Regions from separate parts of the Mus musculus genome. Here region 1 is linked to region 2. The links are chromatin contacts, called in public Hi-C maps. All regions are on one chromosome and are shown on one strand. The core of a region is the stretch at or near the end of the contact, and the rest is flanking DNA. Distances in the headings are between cores, read along the strand shown. Region 1 has its middle 7.2 kb from the start of Gm46509. Region 2 overlaps Asap1 (ArfGAP with SH3 domain, ankyrin repeat and PH domain1).

What was found. A called contact is a pair of places that touch in the nucleus more often than the background predicts.
Region 1: a Hi-C map of the N1E-115 cell line shows a contact between it and region 2, with 2.2 times the contacts expected there. The contact joins two enhancer-like sites. A contact is called at or near these places in 3 of 15 datasets of contacts at CTCF or cohesin (the NIH/3T3 cell line, large pre-B cells and pro-B cells), 6 of 484 Hi-C or Micro-C datasets (the HL-1 cell line, the N1E-115 cell line, bone marrow-derived macrophages and 3 more) and 1 of 115 datasets of contacts at active chromatin or transcription factors (the NIH/3T3 cell line).

Annotation. Positions count from the first base shown.
Region 1 is chr15:64,507,686-64,513,824 of GRCm38.p6, reverse strand. No RefSeq gene overlaps it. Among named protein-coding and RNA genes, the nearest start is that of Gm46509, 7.2 kb to the right of the region's middle. Within about 2 kb of position 2,819, at least 20 of the 459 cell types and tissues checked have an H3K27ac peak or open chromatin away from gene starts, as enhancers often do. A contact at or near this core is called in the N1E-115 cell line, where this site is marked.
Region 2 is chr15:64,117,311-64,123,466 of GRCm38.p6, reverse strand. It overlaps Asap1 (ArfGAP with SH3 domain, ankyrin repeat and PH domain1), which reads left to right. Exons shown (of 31, transcript NM_010026.3): 24 at 1,352-1,459; 25 at 3,281-3,509. Among named protein-coding and RNA genes, the nearest start is that of Gm20717, 22 kb to the right of the region's middle. Within about 2 kb of position 4,841, at least 79 of the 459 cell types and tissues checked have an H3K27ac peak or open chromatin away from gene starts, as enhancers often do. A contact at or near this core is called in the N1E-115 cell line, where this site is marked.

The DNA of each region.
Region 1 (6,139 bases), core at 1,570-4,069, 390 kb before region 2:
CTTCCAAATTCCTGTGGCTGGCTAGGGTGCCCTGTCAGTGTACTTTTCTCTGGAACCCAGCTGAGCCACTGTGTGAATAAAAACACTGCACAATCTTAGTTTAGAATCAACAGATTACACAACCACTAAGCACAGTAACTAGCATCCTAATTTGTAAACTATTCTAAGTTATAAACCCTCCAGTAGTGGGTCCTGGCAGATCTGAAACCTGAAATGGGGAGGGGGGCTCCCCTACCTACATTGTGTCCTCCATCATCCCTCCTGTCCAAAATGGCAAGCTCTATTATTTTTAACTCATAAACTAAAGCTTGCCATAGTATATAAGAAAAAATATAGACATATAGAGGGCTGAGGATATAGCTCTGTTAGTAGAGTGCTCTGGGTTCTATCCTCAGCACCAAATAAACTGGGTGTTTTGCCCACCTCTAAGGATCAGTTCAAGGTCATTCTCTACTTAGAGAGTTAGAGGCTAGACTGGGATACATCAGACTCTGACTCAAGATTACTTAATTAGTCATTTAATATGTGGAGACCTTACCCTGAAAATGAACTCTAGGTAAAAAGTAGAGTCTATATAAATCAATAAGATGATTATCAATAGCAGTGCAAAAGAAAACTAAAGATCACCAAAAAATGTGCATTGCACACGCACATTTAAATGAAGTGGATAAAGATGCAAGATTCAGTGGGAGAAGCCCCTCCCCCCTCAAAACGAGATGGAGACAGGGGGTGATTTGAACAGAAAATACATCAGAGTAACAGAAGTGTTTCATGTGTTTCATATGTGGTATAGGTTGTGGTCACATGAGACTACATACCACCAATTGCCAGCTTAAAAGAAACTGCACTTCAATAAACATAGGGGGAAATGGAGCTAATGGTACAGGGAAGTGTTTGTGATGTGTAATGGCATTCTTTATAGAAGTAGCTGCATAGTAGTACAATATGATTGCAGTTTGGTCAATCACCTAATGAAGGACCATAATCTGAAGCAGGAAGTGTGCTCCTTCTGCTTCTTGCAGATATATAGTTCCGCTCCTTGTTTCCTGGGGGATCTTGGGTAACTCAATAGGAAACGGAACATATTTTCAGCATAAAATATCTCAAGACAGTAAGGTGAGAGGGAGCTCCTATAAGTGTGTATTTCCCGTCTTATCCCTCCTTGCCTCTCTCCTTCTCTCCCTTCAGTTATATATAGTTTGCCTCTTTTTGTAGCTCTTCCACCTTAAAACCATAAAAGGTGGAGAAAAAAAAACCTCCTCAAGTAAAAAGGAGAGAAAAAATGACAGCAGAAAGAGAAGACAGGAGAGGGGGAGGTAATAAGTCAGAAGATGGAAACGGCACCATTAAATGCAGTCATGGCTGGTCCCAAGTTAGACTGTGTACAAACTGAAAAATTAACTCAAAAGTGTAATCCGTGCCTTACCATTTGGAGGCAGTCCTTTCTAATCAGGTGTTACTCGATTTTTCTTTCTAGTAAGCAGTTGTTCCCAAGGGATTACAACAAAGAAAAACAAAGGCATGGAGGAAGTGTATGGACATCCCCCCCACCCCATGCTACATCCCCCACTCCTTTCAAACCTGAGCACCCTCCAAGGAAGATTCTAGAATCAGGGTCTGTCAGCAGTGACCCTGCTTGCTCCTGCTCATTTCTCCTTGACTGCTTTTCAGAGAAACCCCTGGGTGGTCTAGCACCCACCACCCATCATTGAAAGGAACTGCTCCACACATTCCAGACACCTCCCCAACAGGGTTACAGACCACCCCAAAACCAAAGTCAGAAAGAGTTGGGATTCTAGTCTCATTGATCCAAATTAACACTGACAGATCATCTCTCTCTTATTACAAAGTCCAAGCACAGAGGTTGGTTTACAAAGGATTTTGTATCTTCTGCTCGCCCCAGACCTCTAGGTTCAAATTCTTTAATAGTTCCATTTAATTCCAACTTCAGCTGCCACTGCTGCCAAGAGGTTTCTGTCTAATTCTGGCCATATCGACTTTCCCCTTGTCTGCCTGCCTAAAGCAATTATAAAGAAATGCATGAGTCTGAGTATCCAATCAGAAAGCACTATAGTGTTCTCCATCTCAGTCCTTCTCTAACCCCACTACGGCATCACCAGAAATGTGCATACACTCATTCACTTGTCTGCAAGCGGCCCTGAATACCAGGCAGTGCAATCTCATTTACCAAGCACAAAATTTTTTACTTGCCCAAGACTATACCACTCCAGGGCTGGCATTTAAGACCAGTGCCCCTTCAGGCTACCCATCATTTGTCATGGCACTTATGTCAGTATCCCGACACTGTTGACTTCTGTGCCTGTCAACTTCTAGAGGAAAAGGACTGAATTATATTTACTTTGTAAGTGTTCGACTTCCTGATACAGAATGGGCACTTGTCAGCTGTAAATAATCTGACCTGAATTCAGTAATTGTCCACATGCAGCAGTTCTTTGTTATCCCTGGGGGATACCATCCCTGAGTGGCCAGATCCACATGCTGCAAGACAGCTGATTCTCAAGCTCATTCTAGTGTTTATAATTTTATCAACAGCCCTAAGAGAGTTTGAGCTCTGGCATTTTTCACTTGTGCACACCAGTCACCTGGGATCTTGATAAAATGCAGATCTGGGTAAGATGGTAGAGTTCTAGTTGCCTCCGTGTGACACGGTAAAGATTCTGAATCAGAAAAGTAGACATGTTGAAGACTCAGAAAGAGAAGACCTTTCAGAAATCCACCAAGAGTGTGCTAGAACAGATGCAGAGTGTTGGACACAAGATAACGAAATCAACAGGAGGTGGCCCAGGCTGAACTGAGCTCCAACAACTCAGCTCCTGGCTTTCGGAAGAAAAGCAAAAACCCCATTCCAGGCCCTGATGGAAACAGATTAGCAGTCCTTCCCTTGGGGAAAACCCACAACCCTCTCAAGCTTCAAATTCCTTACAGGCTTTAGTGGGACAGTGATTCCTCTAACAGACAGGTCACCACAAGGGCACAAAAATTCCATTTTGTCACTCAGTACAACTTGGTAGCTGTGCACTATCTTCAACCCTGCTGTGTAAAAATACACTACCCAGAGCACTTGAGGACAGGAACAATCATAAATCAGGAAGCTTGAGTCTAACTTGCCATAGCACCAAGAGGGACTCCTTGGAGGCAGTCATGGACAGCAGCCTCTTGTACCTTGCCTCTCCCTTCCCTACCCTTTTCAAGCTGAGAAGATACAAGCATCAGGGAGTTGGGCTCAGGAAGTGAGTCCTATTACAGAAAAAAGTAGCCCTCCCTCTCTAACTGAGAACAACATTGGAATTTGACAGCCCAGAGCCTGAGCTCAGTAGGTGAATGAACCTCTGCAGCCATCTACCTGTCTTTCACACTGTGGAGTTGAAAAGTCTAAAGTTCTCGCAAGCACATGTGGATCCTCCAATAAGCTGAAGAATATTTGATCTTTTGAAGTCAATATACCAAAAACATAAACCAAAGTTATAATATTAAAAGCTGTAAGAGAAAAAGAGCAACTAACTCACTAACAAAAGCAACACATCAAAATATATCAGGCCTCTTGTCTGCAAACCTAAAAACCAAGAAACATGGAATGATATATCTCAACCCCTGAAACTAAGTAACTAACAATCAATATTTCTATATGTAAAATTTTATCTTTCAAAATTAATTGAGAAATAAGGTCACTATGTGACAAACACAAACTAACACAGTATGTGACTGCTGTGCCAATACTGCAGAAGATACTTAAAATAATACTATGCACAGAAGAGAAAGACTATCTCAGTCATAACAGCACACAGAAGAAAAATCTCATGGGAGGATAGTTGAACAAAGGAAAGCTTGCAGGAGTCAACCATGCCCAATACAGTAAACCAGAAAAATCTCTGATTCTAATAAGGTAAATAGAAAAGAATAAACAAATAACCAAAATATAACTAAAATAAATTATAGTAATTGGCAAGTACCAATCAATAATAACTTAAATGTAAATAACCTCAACTCTCCAATAAAAACCCACAGACTAACTGGCTAGATTAAAAGGCAAGATCCAATTATCTCTTGTCTCAATGAAACACACCACATGGGCAAAGATACTCACAGACTAAGAGTCAAAAGTTGGAAGTTGATCTACCAAGTAGAAGTAAGAGACACTGCTTCTATTTAAGGAGCAGGCCACTGAGAGTTTGACCATGCTCTGGTAAATATATAGATAACACAATTTGCACTTGAGGTTTTTTTTTTTTCCTTTTCTATTTTAGTGTTCATGGGAGGTGGTCACAGGGGTCAGGAGTCAGACACAGAAGGACTGGAAAATGTGTGTTATCAAGGTACATGGTGTAAAATTCCCAAAGAATCAATAAAAATATTATGCTGGAAAAAAAGAAATAAAAACTCATGGAGACTGAAAAATATACTTTTGCCAGATGTGTGGATCAATGAATAAATCTAGGGAAAATTTTTTTTAAGTTTCTAGAATCAAATGAAATGAAAAAAACTTATTAAAACCTCTAACTTACAAGGAAATCCATTTTAAGTGGGAAGTTTATGACTATAAATACTTTAAGTTGTCTGATATAGTTTAATGATGCACTTATCATAGGCTCTTAGAATAACAAGAATAAGCTAAACCCACTCACTAAGTGGAAATAAATGATAAGGATCAGGGAAGAAACTAATGAGACAGAAGTGAAAAGAACAGTAAACCAAGAATAAATGAAACAAAGAGAGGTTGCTTTGAGAAAATAAACATAATTGACAATGCCTAAGCTAAACCAAAGGAAAGTGTGAGAAGACACAAATTAGTAAACTTAGATTTGAAAGGGGATTCTTTGCAACTGATGCCAATGAAATTCTCAGGATAACTTGCAACATCTAAAAAATACAGATAAATTCCCAGACATATAGCATCTGCCAAAATTAAACCAACTCAAACAGACTTGTTATAAGCAATGAGATTGAAGCAGTAACAACAACAACAACAACAACAATAATAATAATATTTTCAACCAAAATCTGTCCAGGCCCAGATGGATTCATTACTGAATTCTACTGGACATTCAGAGAATAACTAACACCAAGATCCTCCATAAAACAAAAAGGGTAGGAATGTTTTGGGGCCAGATAAAGATACAACAGCAAAACTGTAAGTGGCCACCCAGATGAATATTAACACAAAAATTTTCTATAAAATAGACAAACTGAACTCATTGGTACATCAAAAGGACCATGATTCCCATGATTCAGTTGACTTATTTAAAAGTTTTGAGGATGGTTTAATATAGGCAAATCAAAAATATAATACATCAAATAAATAGATTCAAGGGCAGAAATCACGTGATCATGTCAGTAGATACAAGAAAGGCCTTTGACAAAGTTTGACATCTCTTCATGCTAAAAGTCCTAAATAAACTAGGAACAAGAGGAATATAACTCACCATAATAAAACCCTACATATGATGATCTTATTGTCAACATTAATAGTGGGAAAAACCTGAAAACATTTTCTCTAAAATCAGAAATGAGACTGGATAGCCATGCTTTCCAACCTTGCTCAAAACAGTGCTCCAAGATTTAACTATTGTAATGAGATAAGAGAAAGAAATAAAAGGGGTACAGATATAAATGGGAGAAATTCAATTATCCCTATGTGTTGACAATATGATTCTATACTTAATAGCATCCGTATGTTCTAGCAGAAGACTCTTAAAGCTGATCAACACTTTCTGCAAAGTAGCAGTGTTAAATCAATGTATAATTATCAGTAGTTTTCTACATAATAATAATAATAAACATGATGAGACAAAAATCAAGAAAGTAATCTCACTTAGATCAGCATTCAAAAATAAATACCTTGTAGTAAACATGACCAAGGAAGCAACAGGTGTTTTTAGGCTACCATGCAGCTACTGTCTAAATCATAGAGATGTTCCCTGGAATTAACGCTATGAAAGGTTCCATTCCCTTCAGAAATTCTACCGCATTTAGGATGTGAATGTAAACTCAAGCCAGTAGGTTGTTTGTCAGGGGCCAAGAAGCTAATAACTAGCAGGTAATCTTCCTGAGATGAGTCTGCCTTGAATTATATTCCATGACAGATTTGCTCCCATAGGCAAGGCCCAAGAGAAATTAGTTT
Region 2 (6,156 bases), core at 3,592-6,091:
TTTGTGGGAGTGAGGATTAGGATCATGCTGCGTGTTTGCCAGGACACCAGGCTGCTTTGCAGCTAAGGGGAGAGGATAGGATTCCTTAGGCAGTCAGTTCAAGAGCTGAGAAGAGTGTAGTGGTTTTCTGCAAGCTTAGCACCCTCCCTCCTGCCTCCCTCCTGTGCACACTCACCTTTCTCTCCCTACTTCGCTAATCTCCTGCTGGACCTTCACGTGAGCGGGGTTCTCTTAACCACAGCGCCTGGTGTCTGCCCTCTGTTGCAGACAGCATGTAATATACAGACTGAGCGAGTTGTAAAGAAAACAGGTGTGTGTTGACTCGTGGTTCAGGGTAAAGGGGCTGTATCCGAGATGGCCTTTTTCTTCTCCCAGTTAATCCCACTATGAGAGACAGGAGAGTACCTATGTTTTCTGCTCAGTGGTCCCTCATCTAAAGCCACCAATGTTCATCCATTATGGCTCCTTCCTGAAACCCCTGTCTAATCCTCATCACCTCCCAAAGGCCCTGATCTCAGTACCATTTCTGAGTTTCCACCCTTTTAAGACCTCTCGATGAGGATTAAGTTTTCACTTAATGGACTGGGGATAGTGGGACATGCCTGTAACCTGAGCCCTCAGGAGGCTTAGGCGGAGGATCACAAGCTCCAAACAAGCCCAGGCTCCATGGGGGAGGCATTGCAGTAAGGAAATATCTCTGCATTTCAGAGGCCCAGGCCAGGCGAGGCTGGAGAAGGAAAGGACACTCCACTGAGTTTGAGTTTCTCCAGACCTGGAAGTTGTACCTTTTGTAATTTTTGTTGCTTTGATATTTTTATTTGTTTCTTGCTGAGTTCTTGTGGGGAGGGGCTGGCAGGTGGGGGTTGCAGGGAGGACTGAAACTCTAATCTTCCCTAGCGCCAGGACCTGCACCACGATCACTGGCTGTATTATGTATTCTTGTTATCCCTTAAGATTTATTTAATTTTCTTTTTTTGTATATGAGTATTTTACTTACATGCTGCATGTATATATACCACTTGTGTGCCTGGGTCCTATAGAGACCAGAAGAGAACATTAGAACTAGTTACCATGTGAGCCACCGTGTGGGTTCTGAGACCCAAACCCAGATTATCTGCAACAAGAACCATCTCTCCAGCACCTGTATTTTGTATCTTGGAGTCCTTTGAGACCACAGTCTCTGCCCACACTGCCCTGGGTGTGTCATGCGGCCACCCAGCTTGTCTAGTCAGAACTGTGCCCCCTGGGCCGTGTCCTTTGGGGCTGAGGGGTGGGGTCTTGCTTGGTGCTTGTAGAGTGGTGGATATTTGAGCATTTCCATTAAGTGGTGTGCCCTTGCTGTTCCTTACAGCTTTCCCAGGCTAAATCTGGAAAGTTCAACCCTCATGTCCACGTAGAGTATGAGTGGAATCTTCGACAGGACGAGATGGATGAGAGCGATGACGATCTGGATGACAAGGTGAGTGCACGGGTGCGTGCTCCACATGCTGCACCCTCCAGAGCACCTGGGCCATCTCCCACCTTCTGTGAGCTGCATTGGACTGGGTCTTCTGACCTGAGGAAGCCATTTGGTCTCTGTTGGGCACCATGTAATAGCCGGACAATAGAACCTGTGGGAAAGATCTGGAAAGAGACAGTCATTTGAAGGAAGTGGCCTGTGCAGTTGTGGAGCTGGCCAGCCGACAAGCTACTAGTTCCAGCAGCCAGTGATAGCACAGAGATGAGGCTCAAGAGGGTCTGAAAGCCAAAGTCCTGGTCACTTTTTCTTAAGGTCTTCAGCTGACAGCACGAGGCCCACGGACATTTTGGAGGGCAGCTCAGATGCCACTGATTCCGTTGTGATCGGCTTTAAAATGAAGGCCGTGTCTACACTGATGATTGCCTGCACCCCACAGCCTAGTCGCTGTGTAGAATTAAACATGTAAAACACTACATATAAGTACCCATAATTGTCACGTTTGAGGGGTTTACCCGTGGTCTAAGTTGAGATAAATATTTTTCCATTGTCTCAGATTGTCTCTGTAGAACCTCACAGGATGCGGTGATTGTACCCAGAGAAAACTTAGGCACAAGAGGACTTGGCATCTTTTCTGAAGCCTTCTAGCTGATAGAGAGATGGCTATCTCTAGGATTAGGCCCAGGTCTTGGTGACTCTTGTAGGTGGTATTTATCTACCTTTGAAAGTTCCACCATATTTATCATCAGATGTATGCCAGGCGGGATTATAAGGGATACTCAGACAAAGGTCCTAATGTTGCTCTCCATTTCAAGAGGAGAGAAATGCTAACTCAGATGGTAATGTGACTGTCTAGTGAAAGTCCGAGCATTCCAGACACCTAGCTCCTCAGCCTTGGTGAGCCCTGGCAGTCTCATCAAGAAGGCAGCTACAGAGATGGATTTCCGAGACTAGGTGGGTACTGGCCAGAGGAAAGAAAAGAGGAATAGAACCAACCGCTCACCCTGTGAGTGGGAAGCATCTTCCTGGGGAAGGGAAGAGGTGCCCTGCAGAGTTGTGAGTAGTTTTTCAGGTTCAACCTTTATCTTTACCCAAGCAGTCAGAGGCCAGCAGACATTTATTAGCAGGACTGAGTTTCCTACCAACCGTTCCTGTAGTGTATACATTGAGATGAGGGGAAGAGAAGAATCAGGGCCATTCTGCTGCAGTGAGAGCAGTGAGCACCTTGCTAGGACTAAGTGACAGGGTCCATCTGAGGCTTCCATGCCACACACGGGATGCAGGTGATGTGTAAGGACCACAGGTAGAGTTGGATGGTGCTCAAGCCACCACAGTGTATAAAATACCATCTGGGCAATTGGCAATGGTTTGCAGCCCAAGAATGTGGGTGGGATTTCAAGCTCCAAGCCTGTAGCCTGTGGGTAGCACCTCTAAACCAGCTGTGGAAGAAGGGTGAAGGTGAAAGGTTTGTACAGAGAAAAGGACTTGATGTAACAAAGGTTCAAGGTTAACGGGGATAGTGTTCAAATAAGGCTGACAGGTCCTTTGCAGGGAGTTGTTTGTTGAATAAAGACTATTACCTGTCACTTTTGAATGTCCTACTGATCCCTAACTATGGGCATTGGTGGGACTTACTGATGAGGATGTCGGCAGTGTAAAGTCTTCCTTCCCTGTCACTTCTGTGAAGCTGTGTTGATGGCCAACCACATACCACACCGAGGGCCATAGGACCCAGATGACCTCCTGAGCCCACTCTGCAGGGGTCTTCTGGACACCTCAAGGGCAGCCCTTGAGTCTCATCCCATCTGTTGTTTCCTGTACCAGCCAAGCCCGATCAAAAAGGAACGCTCGCCCAGACCACAGAGCTTCTGCCACTCCTCCAGCATCTCGCCACAGGACAAGCTGGCACTGCCAGGGTTCAGCACTCCACGGGACAAGCAGCGGCTCTCCTACGGAGCCTTCACCAACCAGATCTTCGCCTCTACGAGCACAGATTTGCCCACATCACCCACCAGTGAGGCTCCCCCTTTGCCACCTCGGAACGCCGGGAAAGGTACGAGCTTGAGGACGCTGATGGATTTGACCCCCTGGTTGCTTAGCCTGCCAGTTAAGTGGCAGGATCTGAAACATACTATCCGGGGCAGCTCAGAAGTGCGACTTTGTCATTCCCCAGGCACGAGAGTGCAAAAGGTCGTATCTTGGGTATTGTAGGTGTGTTTGTTACCTTGCATTAACCTCCAGTGAGTTACATGGCTTTTTATGCCCATCCTCCTGAAAAAAAAAAAAAAAAAAAAAAAAAAAAAACCAAGACTGAAACGGTAAAGTGACTTTGTAGTTGAGACTCAGTCTGAGAGCCATGGGTGTTAGCACCTGTGCTGTCTGTAGCTCTTGGTTCTCTGAAAGGCTACTTTGCTCTGTACTGAGATGCCTCTGTGTTAAATATGTGACTGTCTGAACTAAAGAGGTGAGAGTTGGTAGAAAGCGTGTCCTTACACATGAAGCCCTGGGTTTGATCCCCAGCACTGTGTGAAAGTGCACGTCACGATTACACAATCACTATCCTTCCAGATAACCCAAACGCCGTGCTTCTTAGTCTAATTACTTACACTCTTTTAATGATTTGATATTCATTTCCCCTTCCTTTTCTTCCTTTCATCGATGACTTCCCTCTCTAAAGTCTGAAATAAGCTGCCTGCCGTGCTATTAGCCTCCTTTGCAGTCCTTCTGTCACATGGGGGCCTCGCTCTTCTTGTAGGATTCCTACCCATATGAATTGTTGTTCCTGATTAAGTAGAAAAGCAACAGCACTCCTTCAGCAACCTCCATGGTTTCAATAGCCCTACTTAACTGGCTGGTACAGGAAACAATGAAATGATCAGGAGTTCGTTATCATTCTAGCAAGTTTGAGGACAACCTGCATTTCATGAGCCCCTGACTCCGGAGTGGGATGAGGGTGCCATAGTAGTTGATAATATCTGTGAAGCACTTGCCTCACAAGAGATCACACACCACACTTTTCCCATCCCAACGCCTCCAAATGAGGTAGGTAATGTAGGTTCTCATCTACCTGGGGTCCGAACACAGATCCCGTATGAACAAAACCCACAGTCCCATACTCTCAGATGAGGTGAGGATGGCCTAGGCCGCTGTTACTCCCTATGTTGTCAGATGCCTTCACCAGCCCAACATTAGGCCAGTGGAGGTGGTTCCCCACCCATTACCACAAACACTAGCCCTTTGTCCTCTCTCCAGAGTGTGTCCAGCTCTGGAGCTCGGTGTTGAGGGTCAAATTAAGACACAGAAATTTTAGGGCTGTAGCTGAGAGGTGCTGAGCACTGTAGCTGCCAGAGAATCCAAATGTGGGATTCTCCCAGTGCGCTCAGCCCCGGTCAGCACAGGTTGGCAGTGCCCTTGGTACACAACGACTGGCCTATTTGAATCACACTGGTGCTGTTTTCTGGCAAATGTGAGCTTTATTCAAAACTGGTTTTTTCACAGCTTATTCTCCATTGAAATCGTGTTATAAATGGGAGCTGTGTTCTTAGAGAGACCCCAAATGACCTTGTAGATCATAAAATGATAGGGAACATTACAATAAAGCTTTAGCGTGAGCAGTTCTCATCAAAGACAAACGCTTATGGTGGTGGATACAAGCCAAGTGTTTCTTATCATTCTGCACAGTCTACTAGAACACACTTTTAAAGACAGACCATTAATGTACCAAGCTTACAAATCTATACTGTGTGAGCTCTGTGCTGTTCTCCCTTCTGCAAAACCATGATCCCCAGCAAGTCGTGCTTCTGACAAGAGGACAGAAAGGAGCCTCCAGACCTGATAAATGCATCTGAAGGATTGATTTTCTGTGCCCTGGTTATGTGGTGACCTGTCTTGACAGGCAGAGCCAGCACCTGTTCAGAGAGCCTTCGCTGACAGCAGAAGCCAAGAACTAATACACCCAACCCCCACCCCTTGTAGCCTCCCTGTGTAATTTTATCTCACAGGGACGTAAAAAAAAAAAAAAAAAAACATAGAGTGCTCCATCTGGCTTAGTGCCAGGCATCACTCGCCTGCATTGAATAAATTCTAGCTAGCTCTTTACTGAACACCCAGAAAACAAAGGCTACATTTATTCAGCGGTTCAGCTGCTGAAATGGGCTTAGAGGTTTGGCCATAGCAACCGTGGTTAACGAAGGATAGACCACCTATCCCTTCCTTTTACAGGTCAAGCCCATGCTTGAAAATAGAACTTACTCTCCTGACTGAGTTCCCCCTGGCAGCCTATCGTGGGACATCAGATTCCGAGCATTGGACTGTCTGCTGCTGACACAGATAGACAGCTGCCTATCTGACAGCTGCCAGGCACTGAACCATAACTGTCCTTAACCAGCCGGGCTCACTTGCTCTTACATGGGAGAAACTTACAGTGTAAATATGATCCTTAGAGGACACTGTTAAACAGTCAGCTAGCACCCTGTGCAGAGGGCCTTGTGTTTTGTGGTCCTGTATTTTTTTTTTTTTCAATCTATCCTGCTAACTGGAATAACTATCTACTTGTAACAAAGCTGTCTGGAATCAGTCATCCTTTGGATTGTCATTAGTTTCTCTCCACAGCAAGGAAGGCCCTGGTCCTTGCTTATAGCACAAGCTACGCTCACAGATACAAATGTAGGAAGCTCGGGATCATGACTTCCTGGGACAGA